Regions from separate parts of the Pan troglodytes genome. Here region 1 is linked to region 2. The links are chromatin contacts, called in public HiChIP or PLAC-seq maps. All regions are on one chromosome and are shown on one strand. Each heading gives the region's core, a stretch centred on a gene start, on an enhancer-like site or on the middle of the called end of the contact. The rest is flanking DNA. Distances are from core to core; before and after follow the strand shown.

Region 1 (5,567 bases), core at 692-3,191, 410 kb after region 2:
TGTGTTCTACTTGTAAAAATTCTTCAAGCTCTATGTGTACTATATGTATGTGGCATGTATGTGATACTATATCACATATACATATAATCATAAAAGTAATCCAGAACTTGTAGGGCTGTCCTCGAGTCCCCTCCTCCATATTAAAACACCTGTTCTATGCCCTGAAACACTTCTTTGCAAAAACAGAATTCAAGTTAAAGGACCTTACATCTTCTTTCTACTGGCATGTTCCCAGGTAACAGGTAACTTCTATTTGCAACTGGGAGTTCATACAAACCAACAGAAAAACTTGCTTTTTATTTTCCCAAATTAATCCTTTTAAAAGCAAACTGAATAGAAGAAAAATGAGTAAGCGCTGTATTGCCCAGACTATGCTGCAAATCATTTTCAACTCTGTTAAATGGATTTAGGAAGGAAAAGAAAGATCATCACTTCAGACTCTAGTAAGATAAAAACAGAAGGCGGCTAGAAAGAACTTAATGGAAAGGGTACTATAAACTAGAAGTCTATTTGTGTTTTAGTCCAAATTTTACTACTAATTAGATATTGTAGGCAAATCAAACACGGGAGGCAACAGTACATGGTCAGAGGAATGAATGAAATAAAATTCATGAAAGTAGTATGTCAAGATTTAATACGAAATATTCAATGACTGGCAAGAATGCTTGGGAAGTAGCCTTTTCTCTTTCACTTGTCCAGCAAATAAAAATTGCATGTATGTGACATACATACCTGTATGTCGCAACCGTAATTCAGCTCTCTCTTTTTTCCTTTTTCTGAACTGATAACCTCCCAAAGTTAAATCTAAGCACTGAAATTCTCCCGCGGTGGAAGCAGTGGCGTGTCATTAAAAAGGAGCTTGATCCTCACCTAAACCACACTCTCATCTTTCACCTACAGAGCCCAGGAAGGAAAACATTTCCCTGTAAGTCCGACAGAACCGATCCAGCCTTTCCGGATGAAATGCCATCGACCAAATGTTCACCGACCAAAGGGTTCACCGACTCCAAGGGCTCACCACTTTAGACGGCAATCCTGCCAAGTGGACCGGGAATAGTTTCATAGAAGCCACCCTCGCGACTTTCAACAGCAGTTAGTCGGGAATCGAGCCAAACCTCGTCCAAGTGACTTAGACACCAGCCTCCAGCCTGGCGAATCCAATCCCCATCCTCAATCACACATCCACATCCCCAAAACAAATCCTTCACCGTCTGGAGATGAGATGGCAAAACCAGAACACACCCAGAAAGTTGACACAGAAGGGGGTGATGTAGGGAAGGGGGTGGGGGACACACCGCGTCCCCCTCCCACCCCCAACTGGAGGCCGCTGCCTGAGTGCTGGCTGGGCGCCGGTTCGCCCGCGGGCGCAGAAGAAGAATTCGCACTCCCGGGGTGGAGCGAGGTCGCCGAACAGGCCAGCTGGGACCGACGCCGTCGTGGCGGGGACTCGCGGACACCCTGACACTGAAGCCCCACGGCAGTCGCGGTCGGCCCTCTCTCCGCCCGACCCCGTCGGGCAAAGAGACCTGTCGGCCGGGTGGGGAGAGAGAGGGCGCGGGGAGCGCCCGCTCCGGCCCGGGAAGGCTGCACGGCTACGGGCCTTCTTACCCGTGCAGGCCGAGGGCGCGGCGCCGCTTGTGGAGCAGGCAGAGCAGCAGGAACGCGGCACCAGCCAGCGAGGAGTTTCGCGCCGTCAAGTACTTGCTGAAGGCCGCCATGGCACTGCCGGTACCAGCGAGCCGGCGAGGGGACGCGGCGGCGGCGGCGGCAGCGGCTACCTTACTGCACGAAGCGCGGGGGAGACTGGGAGGAGAGCAGAGGGCGGGGCCGGCCGCGCAGGACCGCCCCCTGGCTCGCGCCGCCGCGCCGCCCGCGCTCTGGAGCCCACTTTGTACTTTGGCTCGGCGGGAGCGCGCTCGGCAGCCTCCGTGGGCGGAACAGTTCCCGGGACGCGCTCTGCGCACGCGCGGACTCCTTCAGAGTCTCCGGAAACGCGGCGCGGAGGAGCTGTTGCTACTCAGCCCTGCGAGGCGTCAGTGCTGCCCCTGCCTCACCCCTACCCTCCCACTCTTCGCGCGCACACCCCGGCTTTCACAATAACTGGATGAGCGGGCCTGGCCTGCAGCGAGGACCTAGTGGGCCCTGCCTCTCCACTCCCGCGGTGATGTACCGTTACCACCCTCTTAAAGGAGCCCAGGAAGGAGGCGGACGGCCCCGTCACAGAGCGTGTAGGGAAAACACAGCACAGTGATTATCAGGACGAAACCAAACAATCGGAACTCCGCAGAGGTGTAGGGAGATGTGAGGAGAATGACACAGATCAAAGAGCTTTTTCCAAGCCAGTATTTTCCAAACCGCGGGTTATAATCTCTAGCGCATTGTGAAATTGGTTTGGTAGATCGGGATCATCACCCTCCGTTTTTAATAAAATTGAGAATAGAACAAAATAGAAAAGTTTCACAGTACATCACGTAGTAAAGGAGTTGTTTAGAGAAATTTCGATTTCAGTGTTTTGCACGTATGTATCGCCACCGGCGATGTAAAATGTATTTATGCAGATCTGGTCAGAAAAAAGTTTGAGAAACACTGTTCTTTGCAAAGGGACATTCAGAAGTAACAATCGTGCGTTGTGTTAATGCTGGCCTCACTCCCAGAATCAGAAGGGCTTTGCAGATTACAACATTCTTCTCCTGTCTGACCCTATGTTGCAGGAATTGTTATCGCCAGCATTGAGCCTAGCATATATACAGTAACAGTGAATCGCTGTTTTCAGCTGAGGAAACTGGAGAAAAGCAAGTGTGTCAGAAAATAAGCTCATAAAACCTCGCATAATGCACATACATATTAAAGTAGCCTACAAAGTAGTGGTGCTGTGCCCTAGGTGTTTTCTCAATATACATGAGCCGTTGCCTAATACAGGTTATGAGGATCACAAAGACGAGGTACAATAATAGCATGCGTATAGAGGTGCTCAACAGTGAATTCTAAATTATGCAGAACTGAAGCTCCTACTAATTCACTATTTGTCATGTGGACATTTTCATTACCTGGAGGGGCAAAGGGTCTTGGCCCTCTGAAAGTTAACTGAAAACCGCTGACATAAGGCAGATTAATAGAAGAAAAAATTAATAGGAGAAAAGGCATACAAATTTAATGTGTATACATGGGAGCGTTCAGAATGGAGACCCAAAGATACGTGGAAAATTGTCCATTTTTGTGTTTAGGTTCAACAAAGTATGGACAGCTATGTAGAAATGTGATTGGACAAAAATGGTATAATCTAATGCTAATAGACTGAGTGAGGACACCCAGCAAGGCCCGTCTAGATTCTTCTTGGCCTTCTGAGCACCATTCCTTCCTTCTGGGTATAGGGCAGGAATGGAATGGAGCTCTTACGGCCTACAGTCAAAAAAGGCAGGTCAGATAATTTCTTTATGGCCAGATTTTACAGAAAAAGGGGGAGGGAAAACTAGCAAAATATGTTTAGGCTTTTATGGCTGGCTTTAGGGGATAGAGGTTCTGGTTTCTACATCTTGTCTTGAGGAATAGGGATCCTAATATCTATGGCTAGCCTAGGGAAATACAGGACTGAGAGACAGGAGGGCCAGAGTAGGGCAGAGAACTTTTGCTACTGAGACCTTCATTTTGGAGTATTGTGTTGTGAGCCCCAACGACCTCACATAATTTACGTAATTAAGTATGCCTGGCACAGATAACACAAGGATGAACAGATCATGGAGATCATATTCTCCAGAGGCTGTTAGAGAAGAAAAACATGTAAAAGAAATCAAGTATAAATGTGGTAAGTACTATATTAGAGATATGAACAAGGTGCTATGAGAACACAAACATGAAAATATTTAGTTTTGTCTAATGCTTTCAATAAAGGCTTAAGGCTTGACAAAGGTGATTCTGTAGCTAAATTCTAAAGGACCGCAGGAGTCACTCAGGAGGACAAAAGAGGAAATTACTAATTCAGTAAAAAAGTGCTAGAAAAGAGTTGGGAACCTTGTGAGAAAGTAACGGTATCATCTTAGAGTTTGTAACAGTGAAGGAAGTACAAGCAAGATTAGTCAAAAACAGTCTAGAAAATAGATTTCAAAACAGTCAGAGGGAAGATAGAAATGATCCATTGACAAAACATTCTAAAAGTTATCCTTGTTCAAGAAGCATGGGAGATTCTAAAAAATTACACTAGTTATTCGAGCTCAAATAATTTTAGCTATTGATAAAGCCCATCTGACAAAAATCACCAGGACCAAATCTGTAACCCATTAAGTTTATTAATTTGCTACAGCAAAAGATACTATACAGCAGAGGAATTGTGGCCATGTCTCAAAAAAAAAAAAAGGAGTCATTATAGTTTTTAGAGAAAGAGAGGAGTTTAGGTAAAATCTAAATAAAGCAGTGCTTGATAGGCCTAAAGCAAATCAGATCTGTATGTAATATCAAACCTGGGCTGAGAAGCAGATTCAAGATTCTAGTTCTTAGAAACATACATTTAAGATTAATGTAGAATATTGTGTCTGAAAATCCCTTATCTGAACTTCTGCACTGGAAATGGAGACTGCTTCTGTAACTCAAAGTGACTCAAAGAGTTCAAATCTGCCAGGCAAGAAAGGGATGTTCTGTTCTCACTGATAGAATCTCAGAACAACAAACTTTCTAACAGTCTAGGATATTAGAGAACAAAATTCCTCAGCACTATGTCCTTTGATAATTAACAATGCAATTTTGCAAGTTCACACTTCATAATATTAAATAATAAAGAAAAACAGAAAATGTGATTTTATGGGGGAGATCTCCAAGAGCTCTGATTTTTAAAGAATTTGAGCTACTGAGAACAGGTAGGCAGGGCATAGGAAGTTAGTGAATCTAGAAAGCCTCTGGAAGAAATGTTGTGTTAGCCAGCCTCCAAGATTGTCCCTGGTGATCATGGTGTCCTAATATTTATGCCCTCGTGGAATTTCCCTCACATCAGAGCTGAGTTTTGTAACCAAAAGAGTATAATGAAGGTGATGCTATGTGACTTCAAAGGCCAGATTATAAAAGGCACTGTGGCTTCTGCCTTGGTGTCTTGGATTGCTTGCTCTTGGGGAAGCCAGCTGCCACAGAGAGCACTCAAAGTGCCCTGGAGAGGAACTGAGGCCTCCCACCAGGAGCCAGACCAGCTTGCTAGCCATGGGAGTGGGCCATCTTGGAAGCAGATCCTCCATTCTCAGTCAAGCCTTCAGGTGACTGCAACCTCATGAATAATCTCAAACCAGACAGCTCAGCCAAGATGCTGCTAAATTCCTGACTCGTAGAAACTGTGGAAGGTAATGTGTTTATTGTATTCAGTCACTAAATTTGGGGGTAATTTATTATGCAGCCACTGTGATTTGAACCAAACCTTGAAAAACAGATGGAAAAAAGAGGATTCCGAAGAAGATACAACAGGAGCAAAGATGCAGAGACCGAAGCAGATTGGGGAAGGTGATTAAGTCCGATGTGGATGGAGGCTGAGGGAGGCATGTGAAATGAGAGAAAAGTTTGCAATGTTTAACTGAAGTCAATTTGTGGAGGGT
Region 2 (5,605 bases), core at 1,810-4,309:
AACTGGTCAGATTCTAGAATGAATGGGTCACCTTTGCTAGTAGTGTGTGTCACTCACCCTTTACCTAAAGGCTGTGGAGTAGGTGTGACTCTGTTTGCCAATGTGGCTGGCATGGCAAGCTGACCGTGCCTTGACATGCTTGTCTCGTCCTTTCGAGTTGGAGTGTAGTAAGGTCTGGACTCTGTTTGGATTTAGAGGGAGGAAAGGGGTGATGTGCTTCTGCCCAGCTCACCAGTAATCTAATAACAAAGTGATGTTTTCCATTTACCATCATTCTTTCCTTTGGAAAGCCTGTGGTGAAGAATGGAAAGTTTTTCTGGGTGGGAGAGGTGGGAGTGGTTTCTGAGGATTCCTGAGTCCCTGCTAATAAAACTATGACTTTATGATTATTATTTTTTATGTTTTGTAGAGACAGGGTCTTGCTTTATTGCCCAGGCTGGTCTTGAACTCCTGGCTTCAAGGGATCTTCCTGCCTCGGCCTTCCAAGAAACTACTACTATAAACCTTCATTGTCCTAATTTCAAACATGCAATTGCGATTCTATATGAGAGGTGATATAGGAGGTGTGTAAATTGGTCTAGTGGGGCCACCAAGGTAGTCACTGTCAACCGTGCCTGCAAAATCAGGAAAATGGAATCTTGAGGGATGATAGGAAAAGGCAGGGCAGGAGAGGATACTGGAGGGGTAAGTAGAGGCAGAGATAGTCCAGACTTTGAGACTTTGTTCCTTGTGTTTAATGCAAATATAAACACAGGCTGGTGCTGCATTTGCAAGAACCATCTCTGCTTATAATTTCAGCTCCTTCCCCCAAGCCTTTGTCCAGCCCTAACTCAGGGCACACCATCACCAGTCAGGACATCTGTCACAAGACCTGAAAGCTGAACAACAGAGGCAGAAAAAAAAGTCCAAAAACAAAACACTCCTTGCTCTGTTTTAAATACCTGCAAATAAAAAATGTTGCAAAAGACACTAAAAGCCAGTGAGCTAAGAAAGGACTCTGACTCTTAAAACAGAATGCCATAGTGAGAACTTGGATATATTAAAACTTTAGACTTATTTTGCAAATGAAATGTAATTTTAAAGCAGTTTCCAGCTCCGTGCCACCTCTCAGCTGGTTCACAATTCTTCAGGCTGTGATAGGTCATCTACAAAGATTTTCCCCAGGATTCTCAGCTGTTGGGCTGAGAGTTTGGTAGTGAGGTCCTAGGTTGAAGCTGTGGAGGGGCTAAGGCAGATCATTAAATCACAATAACAGCTTGAGGTCAAAGCTGCCAGGCACAAGGCAGGCCAGCTGCTCCCTGCATTTATACAACAGCAGTCTCAGATAAAAACACCAACCATCTGCGAAGTTAAGCAGAAGGTATTGTAGGTGCACTGTCTCTCCCAGCTCCTAGGGGAGAGTTCCAACGTAAGCAACAAAAAACATCTGATTATGTGTTTCAGACCTAACCTTCCACTGTGCCTGTAACCAAGCCTGTCTATGTGAAACGGGTCATAAGTGAACAAATGCCTTTCTTACTTGGAAAGAACAAACATGATATTTTAGGGCCTATTCAGATGGAATTCTTTTCAACAAAGGTAATTACTATCTGGTAGTTATTACCCTGCTCTATAAATTAATCATTTACCATGCAGCAAATAGCATGCCTTAGACTGGCATGGATGATTTCGTGAAAGTGGCCTTTGAAAATGTCGGGTGAGACGTTTTCTGCTGTTACCTACAATTCTAAAATAAGTATAAAAGCAGCAAGATTCGGCTTCCAACAGACTCTCTCAGGATTATAACCGCATAGCCTGATGGAGTTTACCAGCAATCATACATACCTCGAAATTAGAGTGGGAAAAATCATTCCTTGTTAGCTATGGTTAACAGTATTGGCTACTAAACACAACATATCTCGCGCGTGTGTGTGTGTGTGTGATGTTCAGCTAAAGGAAATGCAATTTATTTCTAGGCTTACCCTGGCTTTTCCTTTGTTAAAGGTGCACCCAAAGCTTGAGGAATATTTGATTTGGGGGTGTGGCAGGTGCTAAAAGAACTTCTGTTCAGTAAGTTCGGAGAGTAAAAGGAGACACATTGGCCTTACTAAATAGCAATCACATTGCAAACTGTTAATTCCCATTTCCTAATGGAGTCACCCCTTAGAACATGGCCTGTAGCAAAAAGACAGCCTTTCTAGCGAGTCTAGGACAAGAATTCTCCCGAGTACTAACTGATGTTTATTGTGGGTTAACGGCAGAAGTCTCTCACTGCGGCACCAACTACGATTTACATTTGGGACAGAGTTATTTCCAGACGTGCACACACACTCTGGCCTCTTTCCTACCAAGCACCCACACTTACCAAACCAGTCCAAAAGAGAAAGAACAGGAATAACCATGCCGTATCTGTGCATTTCCTATAAATCTGGGGTCGCCACTCCCTTTGCCTAGGGGCTCCTTCTGCAGAAACCTTCCAGAAAAAGGGAGAGTTGAGAAAAAGAAGATAAACAGGTGGACTCAACCTGGAAACCGAACCCAAATCTACTCGAAGAGTGGCCAAAGTAACCAATCTTTTTCTAAATTTTTAAAATTAATATTATTTTTTTACGTGGCCACCTGAAGCTCTTTCACACAGCCTTTGAAACACCTGCTCTGCGCCGAGCGGATGTTAAGCCCCCTGCCGCCAAGTGCTTACCTGGAGGTGCACCTGAGGACGACCCCAAGTTTGCGCCCCGCGGCCCGCGTCTCCCCCGCCTCCGCCCCAGCACTGGAGCAGGGTCCAGGTTCCTCCCCGCCAGGTGGCCCCAAGGTACTAAGCGGGGGCGGGATCCCCGAGGCGCGGGAAAGGCGGAAGCGTCCGGCAGGGAAGGTGCGTGAAGGAAGGGGACTCGACCCTTCCCCGGGGCTCCTCCCCCGAGGGCCGAGGCTGCGAGCGCTTACCAGGTACTCGGCGCCCAGGCAGTGCATCGTGCGCTTGCCGGCGGGGGCCGGTGACTGGGAGCCGCCGCCGCCGCCTGTACGCGGAGACGCAGCGCCCGCGAGCCGGGGCTGGGGCCGGGGCCGGGGCTGGAGCTGGGGCTGGGGCTGGGGCCGGGCCGGGGAGGGGCGGGCACGGTGCAGCGCCGCCTCCCGTTCGCCTCTGCGCCTGGCCCGGCGACTGCGGGCGCTGCGGTCCACTGGGTCCGCCTCTTCCCGGCATGGGTTTCTGCCCAGCTCACCCGCTGTCAGCTGGGGTCCTGCTCTGGTGGGAGGAAGAGGCTCAGACGCTTCCCTGCCCTCTCGCCTCAACCACCTCGAGGCAGCGGCTCCCAGGATGTGCACTTTGACGACTAAAGCTGAGCCGGCGCCGCCACGACCTTGGGCGGGTGGTCGGCCTCTGCCCTGAGCAGGAAGTAGAAAGTCTCAGCAGACCCTTCCTGAGGGCCGAGCAACAGTGTAGTGGCGTATTCCACATAGCAAACAGGTAAGCAGTATTTACTGTGTGCTGGATTCTGTTCTCACTGCTATTGTTATTCCTAATCTACGGAGGAGGGAAACTGAGGCACGGCCATTGGTGATGCAACTTGTTCGAGGAGACCCAGTAAGTTGTGGAGGCAGGAGTCGAAGCCAGACACTCCGGGAGACCGGCGCTCTCGAGGTGGTTTACTCTGACTTCTCTCCCACCTTGCCTTAGGGCAATCATTGCCTGACTTCGCAATTGAAATGGTAGTGTCCACTGAAGCGACTGGTGGCGTAGTTTTCCAGGTAATGTCAGACCAGCGCAAAAGCACTGTTGGGGTGAGGAATTTAAAAAACGAAAAACAAAAAAAAACTGCAGGCCGACCTCCCTCCACCTCCTCTCAATCAAGCCTCTACCCTTCCCCCTGCCACCCTCAGGGTTGCTAGGTTAATTGCTTCCTTTAGGTGCTGCTTCTCCCTAAGGGTAGAAACCTGACTGGAGGAAAGATCTGGGTAAGTGGGAGAAACTGGGAATGATAGACAGTGGTTCTCTGGTGCCAGCGATTTCCTTCTGGGCTCACACCACCCTCCCACTGCAAACTCACTGGGCCTTCCTGGATGCATGTTTATCAGACAGAGTAGGTGAAACCCCAGGGGAACATGAATTCATAGGACAAAGAATTAGACACTGGAGGAGTGCAACTACTGTTAAAAGACCACAACTGAATAACATACGCCATCTGAAACTGATCAGTAGAGCAGATGGACCAAGATTTTTAAATAAGCATGATAAATTTATTTAAAATGAGTTATGATATTAGCAATATGAATCAGGAAAAAATATGAAACTAAAACATATTAAGCATAAAAATAATAATTAGAATGAATATTGATGCTACGTATTAGTAATGTGCAATAGTCTAAAAGATGCAGCTGACGATGAATTAGTAATTGGAAGAGCACTTTCAGCAAACCTCCAGAGGCAGTAGAAAAAGTTTTAAAAAACAAGTTAGCTTATTTGTAAATTTTCTAGCTTATACCTAGGGTAAAACTAGAACAGAAAGGAAGAATTATAAAAGCAGGGAAGGGGAAATATTTGAAGATATAATGGAGATAAATTTCAAGGTAGAAAAAAACCTTCAGATTGAAAAGGTTTATCTCAAGCAAAATGTTTCTGTATGTATTTAAAAGCATAACTTTGAACTTATTTTCTATTAAGCCATATTGTCATTAGAATGTGAGAATGTATTAATAATAAAAATATTCTTATGAAAGATTCATTTGAATGACATTCTTGGAGGACGTAATCAAACAGGAAGAGAAACAAATTCAGGAGATGATACAATAGATATAGCATGAGAGTGGCCAAATATTTAGGCTGAATTTATTGTTGTGTTAGAAAAAAGACCAGGAACCACCCAAGTGTCCAGGAACTGGTGGGTGGCTATACATAACTGTGATGCATCTATACAATGAAATACAACTAAGCATTAAGAAGGAACAGACTTCTTACATATGCAAAAACATGGATGATCTCAAATGCATGTTAAGTGAAAAAAAGTCAGATATAATAAGCTACTCTATGATTCCATTTATGTGACATTCTGGAAAAGGCAGAAAATAGATCAATGGTTGTCAGCTGCTGAGGGTGAAGGGAATCTGGAGAAACTTTCTGAAGTGATGGAAATATTCTGAAGTGATGGAGAATGGTACTGATGACCCAGTGGTATCTGTTTGTCAAAATTTGTAGAACTGTACACTAGAAAAGGTGAATTTTATTGTATGTAAACTGTATTTCATTAAACCTGACTTACAAAAACTCTTTTCAAAAGTCTAAAAACAAAGAACAGTATATTTATAATGATTCAGACCTAAAATTATAGACAATATCAATATTGTGAGGGGTGTGGGGCTCAGGAATGAGAGGCCAAAATGATAGGACAGTGATCTAAAATAGTGCCATTCAAAGGGCGGTTCACAAAACTTAATTGTTCTCTAAGAGATAAGGAGCTTGTACCAGAATGCATATCAGCTATGTCATAAGCAAACTCTTTGATTCAGCTGACACTTATGTAGCAAGACTTTCTCAATGAAGGAAGCTGTGTGTTGATTTACATGTGGGCTCAAATCTCATTCTGGAATGGATGAGATAAGTAACCCAGTACTACTTAGAGTACTTAGAGTA

What was found. HiChIP or PLAC-seq counts read pairs in DNA pulled down with a chosen protein or histone mark.
Region 1: a contact with region 2 is called in an H3K4me3 HiChIP or PLAC-seq map of stem cell-derived excitatory neurons, with 2.3 times the contacts expected there. The contact joins the promoter of ABCD3 here to the promoter of SLC44A3 in region 2. A contact is called at or near these places in 1 of 7 Hi-C or Micro-C datasets (stem cell-derived neural progenitor cells) and 1 of 1 datasets of contacts at active chromatin or transcription factors (stem cell-derived excitatory neurons).

The regions. Positions count from the first base shown.
Region 1 is chr1:136,759,444-136,765,010 of NHGRI_mPanTro3-v2.0_pri, forward strand. It overlaps ABCD3 (ATP binding cassette subfamily D member 3), which reads right to left and starts at 1,942. Exons shown (of 23, transcript XM_016922715.3): 1 at 1,609-1,942. The coding sequence starts at 1,718.
Region 2 is chr1:136,352,603-136,358,207 of NHGRI_mPanTro3-v2.0_pri, forward strand. It overlaps SLC44A3 (solute carrier family 44 member 3), which reads right to left and starts at 3,060. Exons shown (of 15, transcript XM_009425750.2): 1 at 2,923-3,060; 2 at 2,345-2,452. The coding sequence starts at 2,949. LOC741049 (a long non-coding RNA gene) reads left to right here and starts at 3,119. Exons shown (of 6, transcript XR_008539718.2): 1 at 3,119-3,445.